Regions from separate parts of the Canis lupus genome. Here region 2 is linked to region 1. Evidence: chromatin contacts called from public Hi-C data. All regions are on one chromosome and are shown on one strand. The core of a region is the stretch at or near the end of the contact, and the rest is flanking DNA. Distances in the headings are between cores, read along the strand shown. Region 1 holds the start of LARP7 (la-related protein 7). Region 2 holds the start of TIFA (TRAF-interacting protein with FHA domain-containing protein A).

Region 1 (3,225 bases), core at 147-2,646:
GCAGCCTGGGGTGTGATCCTGGAGACCTGGGGTCGAGTCCCACGTTGGGCTCCCTGCAAGGGGCTTGCTTCTCCCTCTGCCTGCATCTCTGCCTCTCTCTCTGTGTGCTCTCATGAATAAATAAATAAAATCTTTAAAAAATAAAATACTAAAATCTTTAGAAGAGGCCTAAGTCCTACGTTCAAAGGAGTAAAAAAAAAAAAAAACAAAGGAGTTAAAATACCGTTTACCGTTAAATAGTTGAAATGGTATCAGCTAACAACATGGCATTTAAGTGAAAAGTAAAAACAAAAAAGAAAAAAAGAAAAAATCTGGGGACGCCTGAGTGGTTCAGCCCTTGAGTAGACCTCGGCCTCCCGCTCAGGGCGTGATCCCGGATCCAGTCCCGCGTCGGGCTCCCTGCATGGAGCCTGCTTCTCCCTCTGCCCGTGTCTCTCTCTGCCTCTCTCTCTCTCTCTCTCTCTGTGTGTGTCTCTCATGAATAAATAAATAAAATCTTTAAGAAAAATTTTTTTTCTAAAAATCATCTACGTCAAATGTTGACCCACCTCCAACGGGTAAAAGTTCAACGTGCAAAGTTTTAAAAGCGGTAGGGATACCTCAGATGTCTGCAATAATTATATAACCACAGATGTGCACATTACCTCCCCAAAGACATTACCCATACGTCCCTATGCTGCTTTATACATTCATATATAAAATTCTGTGTTCTCCATAAAATATGAACCAGTCTTATTTATGTTTAAGTACGAGGAGATGTTTTTGGTCTTTTTATTTTGGAACAAGCAAGATCTTTAGAATCCCTAAATAGTTCAGATTTAAAAGTTCCAGAGTCTCAAACCCAGTATCCTGTTAAGAAGTCGCTCAGTCCAAATGACCCAGAGAAGCCCACATTTCATTGCCAAGATAATAATTACCATGATTCTGTGTAACCGAATGGCAGTGAGACTTGACCCTCTGTCAGGCCTAGATAAACACAAAGAGCAAAACTCTCTCTGGTCCTTACACTTATTGCCGGAAGTGCAACGCAGAGGCTGGAAAGGCTGTCACTCCCCACACCTGGTTCCAAACAGCACCAGCAACGGCTCGCTTCCGGCGCAATAGAGCCTCTCAACACTTTGCCCTAAATTGCGACGCCGCCTCTCGTTCACATCCCCTTTCCTATCCACCTTCACTCCCAGAGAAGCAGAGGACTTCACCGGTCCGTAAAACACACGTTCGAATTTCTCCCGCGGAAGGCTGTGACGTCATCAACCCGGGACCGCACGGGATCAGGACCCACTACTCAGCCCGCCCACAAGTACCGACGTTTGCAAACCGCCAATCAAAACTTCTCGTGGTCTGTGAGCCTCCTCGGCCAGCCGGGTAACCCGACGCCCCGCCCCTTGCGCCAGCTCACGCCCGTGACGCAAGCGCCGGGCGCGCCGTCTCCGTCCTCGCGCTCGCCTTTTCGGAGGCGTACGGGAGAACCGTGTCGCCCACCCTATGACGCGGAAACCAGCTCTATAAGGATCTGGAGACGGAAAGGTTGGAGGACGAAATCACCGGCCCAGTATTTTGGGAACTGGACAGAGTAAGTTGGAAGTAAACTGTAGATCGTGTCGCTCAGGTTGAGTGAGGCTTCAAGTCTTCTAAGTCCTTTGTCACGCGCTCCATTCTATCATCTGTCGGCCCTTTCACTTCGTCCCCTCCCACAAGCCCATCGGTTTGCTCGTCCTGTTCCTCTGCGCACGCGCAAAGGTCCTTCAGCGGCCCTTGTAGTTCCAGTTTTCGGAGATTGGGGGCGCATATCGTCCGGCTTTAGGAGATCGGGGGCCCGCCCGGTATTGGGCAGCGTACTTGGGAAAGGACTGGTGTCGACGGGGGGCCGTAGCCAGAGGTGAAATCGCCGGGCCTCGTAGATGTGAGCGTTGGCGGCCAAACGATAGCGAGTGTGAGCACTTAAGTTTTTAAAGTTAAGTCACTTTCTTATTTTCGGGATTCTAGTTTTTGTCATCAGAGAATCGAAAAATCCAGTTACGGAAGGGAGCTAACAAATTATAAATGTCAGTGGAGTGTACTGAATGCGTTAATAAATGTGCTTGAGGGAAAATAGATGAGGAGGCAATAAATTAGGGGAGACGTGGTGGTGGAAAGCTGGAGAGAGTAAGATGCCATTTAACGTGGGCCTTGAAAATTGAATAGGAGTTTATAAGGCAAGTAAAGACAAGACTAATTGAAAGAACAGGCACGGTGTTCTGGTACCGTTGAATGGTCAGCCATGGTAGAACAATGACTTAACGTTTTTGACACCGTTTCCTCTAAAAATGGTAAAGGCTATGGATGAGCATCCTAGGAAGATGCATGCACGTCAAGACATTTTACGTATGATTTTGCTGGGAAATTGTGGAACACCTTGAAATGGCCAAGAAAAAAGATACTGGATGTCTTCTCTAGCTGGCTCTTCCAGGTTCTCTCTTTCATTATCATTGAGCTATTTTACATTTGTGTTAGTTGTAGGAAACGATTATAATGGAACTTAAGTCTTGTAGTTAATCAATTTTGTAGTTATGGCCCTAACCAGTTTTGCATCTATTAACAAATTCATTTCAGTGTTCCTGATTGCTTAGATCTTTTAATTCTCCTTTGAACTAGTTTTTTAATAGAATATTTTAAAATTTATTATTTATTTACTCTATTTTAAGTAGACCCCATGCCCAATATGGGCCTTGAACTCTCAACCCCGGGATTGAGTCGCGTGTTCTACTGACTGAGCCAGCCAAGTGTCCCCTCCAGAACTAGTTCTTTTGTTTTGTTTTTTTTTTTAAGATTTTATTTATTCATGAGAGACACGGTGAGAGAGGAAGAGACAGAGGGAGCAGGCTCCTTGCCGGGAGCCGAATGCGGGACTCCACCCCCAGACCCTGGATCACACCCTGAGCCAAAGGCAGAAGGCAGATGCTGAACCGTTGAGCCACCTAGGTGTCCCCTGAACTAGTTTTTTAACACTTAACTAATTCCTTGATTAATTTCACTAAAATAAAATATTTGATACGTATTCATTTTATGTTAATTTATATTTAAATTCCTTTGTTTAAAATTTCTCTTTTGGGGCACCTGGGTGGCTCAGCGGTTGAGCGTTTGCCTTTGGCTCAGGTGGTAACACCGGGTTCCTCAGAATGAGTCCCGGGTCGGTCTCCCCACAGGGAGTCTGCTTCTTCCTCTGCCTCTCTCTGTGTTTCTCAT
Region 2 (3,446 bases), core at 893-3,392, 290 kb before region 1:
CTATGCCTGCTCACACTCCCACACCCCCCATGCTTGAAACTCTCCCTCCCCCTCCACCTCTCTATCTCTCTTACACACACACACACACACACACACACCACCCACCCCTCCCAAAGTTGGGCAAAGCCAGTAAAGAGATGATACCCTAACATTGCAAAAAAACTGTTTGAACCTCAACTGTCATGAACAAAAAGATATTTTTGCTCAAAGGAGGAACCAGGTGTCCAAGCAGTTTAACAGAAAGTCTGGTGCCCCTGGGTGGTCATGCATGCCAAGAGGACTCTCATGCTTTAAGTTTGTTTTTTAAGATAAGATCTACTGCAATATTGGAGTGTGTTCTGAGCAACGTGTTAAGGGAGGTATTCTAAAAGTTTTACTTTCATCCCTCCTCAGCTCCCACTATCAATAATCTCAAGAGAAAGTATGACTTTTGTCTTGTTGCAAGTAGCCTTTTTTCAAAGGCTCTCCCCACCACCAACACTCAACACTGAGCTCATAGGAGAGAAGAGAAACTCTGAAGCACAGCAAAAGACAGGGCACTCCTCCTGACCATCCTCCCTCCTGACCACCTTCCTCCTGACCAACCTCCCTCCTGACCAACTCCCCCACACTGGGGTCATCACCCCAGTGTGGATTCGAAGACATCTATGAACTCTACTACTGTTCAGCAGAATCAACTCTTAAATAATAGGTTTTGAAAAAAAAAAGAGGGGAAAAAAAGGTCGTGAAAACCAGAAAGAGCAAGGTAAAAACCTTGAGAGAGCTCACTTTTTCCCAAAGACAGTGTCTTCTTTGTCCCGCTCTGTCTGAGGAGCCTGTACGCAATCAGATTTGCAGAGTCCAGCTTCTTCGGTGGCTGGGGACATCCGCTATGAGGTACAGCGTGGGTTCTGGCTTCCGGAGGATTTGGGAAATTCCTCCTTTCAATCTGAAAGCTGGGAAGTCCCAGAAAACAGCCGATTACCCTATTTTTCTAAGGAACAGCTAAGGTAAGGAGGCCAGGGCCGGAAGACCCCGCAGCAGAGAGCTCCAGGGAGCCCGCGGCCCCGTAGCCAAGTCCCTGCAGGTGGGAAGGGGCCTGGGGGACGCCCGGGGGTTCACGCACCACTGCTGAGCTACACTTGATAAATGGAATTCTTTTTTGTTTTCTGATTGGGGGGGGGGGGACACCTTGCAAAGCACAGAAAAGCACAAAGAAAACACACCCCATCTTCTGGTATTTCCTTTCAGTATTCCCCCCATCGCATTTATAAATATTCCTAAATTTCGTAAAGCTGGGGCCGTGCTGTAATTGCTCAAGCGCGCCCGCGCGCTGGGCCGGCGGGAGCAGGGGCTGTGACTCTCTGTAGCGCACCCCGAAAGACCCCTACACAAAGGAAGCTTCCCTCTCGGGGCGATAAACAGGCCAGACACCCTCCGCACTTCACCCCCAGACCGCAGCCCGCCCGGATACCTCGGGGCCGGGGAGTCGGTGAACTGGCTTCCCCAGAGCGGCTTCGCTTTTCCAGGCCCCGCACGAGACTAAAGGGGCCTGCGCGGAGGCTGGAGTCCGCCGACCGTCGGAGCCCCCCGCGCGCCCCCCGCCGCAGCTCCAGGGGGCGCCAGAGGGCGCTGGGAGCCCAGGGGAGGGGGCGGGGCCGAAGCGGGGGCGCGGGGGCGCGGGGGCGCGGGGGCGCGGGGGCGCGGGGGCGCGGGGGCGCGGGGGCGCGGGGGCGCGGGGGTGCGGGGGCGGGGGCGGTGCGCGGAGGCGGCGGGGCCCGCACCGCTCCTCCCGCTCCCGGCGAAGTGCGCCCTGTAGACGCCCCGAAGCCTTTATAAAGGCCGGAGCGTGGCGCGGCGGTTCTCAGGCCCCGCCCCCGCGCGCCCCCGCGTGCCCCCGCGCGCCCCCGCGCGCCCCCTCCCCTCTCCGCCGGGTGTGCGAGGCTGCTGAGGCGGGGTGCGCGAGAGGCCCAGCCCCCTGGCCGTCTTTCTGAGGTTCCAGGCCAGGTTTGAAGCGCAGTAAAACTGGCGAGTACCTTACCTCCCCAAACAGGTGGCCCCTCAAAAGGATGGGGCTAGTGAGCTAGAGTTTGAAAAGGGAGCGGAGTCGCTTCAACGCCCTGCCCCCGCCCTGTGCCGCCCGACCTCGAGTGTGGGCCCGGGACGGGGTAGGGGTGGGCGGAGAGTCGAAGTGACTTCCTAGACAAGCGAGGTGCACGGCCTGTAGGATTTCATTTAATCCTCGCGGTCGGGAGAGTGGGTCCCCCTTACGGGTGAGTGACCTGCAGCCCTGAGGGTGGCTAAGTGTCCCGTGGAGCGAGCCAGGGCAGAGACCGGGTTTGGGGGTGCCGCAGAGCTCCTAGTCAGCACCCACCCTACACCAGAGCAGTCCAGGGCTTCCTCCTCCGCCCCGTCCACCTGGAGGGATCTCTCCCTCATCATCCAGAGTCTGGGGTTCCGCACGTATAGGCTGGTGCAAGGTGCATTGAGAAACGCTTAACCCGCCCAGGAGTCCTTTAGGGCCTCCAGTGAAAAAAGTAATAGTATTTTTCTGCCTCAGGGAGAAGGTTCGGAATAAACTACAGGTGGAGGAACTTAAAGACAATCAGTGTCTAGAGCGGGGTACGAGTAAGACTATATCGAGAGTGAAAGACTGAGGAGAGAGGACAAAGCTAGCAGTGACCAAGGTTAAACTGGCCCACTTACCTCGGAGCTTCGGAATCTACCCACCAATTCTGGTAGGTGTCAGATGGAAACTACTCATCTGTCTGGATTCTGACCCTGATTTGCAGGAGAGTTGCTCCTTTGCAGGTCAGTTTCACTGGCCGTAAAACGACATTGATACTTGCTACTTCCCCATCTGATAAAGAGATTCTTTGAGGGGGCTAAATTTTGACCTCTCAGAGTTGGTTAGGTATAATTAGGAACCATAAACCTGAGGAAGGAAGAGTATAACTACAGAGGAAGCAGATTCCTGTAAGGCTGCAATTTTGTTTGTTAATCATCAGCATTTATTATTTCTTCTCTGGAGTGGAGATAGCGAGAGTATCATCTTTCAGCTGAAGAACATTAGAGCATGTAGAAGGTAAGATACACAACTTAACTATACCAATAAACCTATACAATAAAATAACATTATCAGAATTGTAGTTTCTGATCTCCAACCTTTGATATTAAGATTTGAAAATGCTTTATAAGTGGCAAAGGACTAGTATAGTAGATGCTATTAATAGCACGAATAAAGAAAATGCAATAATTGCCAAAATTTATGATGCTGAATATTATTTCATTTTGCTGTTCCCTTACATTATTCCTAGGCTACCGATTTAGGAAGAGATTAAAAGGAACCTTCAGGGAAATGGATATCTCATAAGTCAGGCTGGAATTGTTTATCAAGTCAAAATAGAAGAAAATAATAGGCAGATATGTTGTTGATTCTGAAAAGAGTGATTTACTGTTTGAACTAT

The links. Hi-C and Micro-C count contacts between places; a contact is called where the count stands out from the background.
Region 2: a Hi-C map of blood shows a contact between it and region 1, with 5 times the contacts expected there. The contact joins the promoter of TIFA here to the promoter of LARP7 in region 1. A contact is called at or near these places in 2 of 9 Hi-C or Micro-C datasets (both in blood).

The regions. Positions count from the first base shown.
Region 1 is chr32:7,466,724-7,469,948 of UU_Cfam_GSD_1.0, reverse strand. LARP7 (la-related protein 7) reads left to right here and starts at 1,396. Exons shown (of 13, transcript XM_038581864.1): 1 at 1,396-1,573. ZGRF1 (protein ZGRF1) reads right to left here and starts at 1,366. Exons shown (of 28, transcript XM_038581861.1): 1 at 1,007-1,366.
Region 2 is chr32:7,755,906-7,759,351 of UU_Cfam_GSD_1.0, reverse strand. TIFA (TRAF-interacting protein with FHA domain-containing protein A) reads right to left here and starts at 2,142. Exons shown (of 3, transcript XM_038581893.1): 1 at 2,021-2,142; 2 at 769-935. ALPK1 (alpha-protein kinase 1) reads left to right here and starts at 837. Exons shown (of 16, transcript XM_038581883.1): 1 at 837-989; 2 at 2,540-2,717.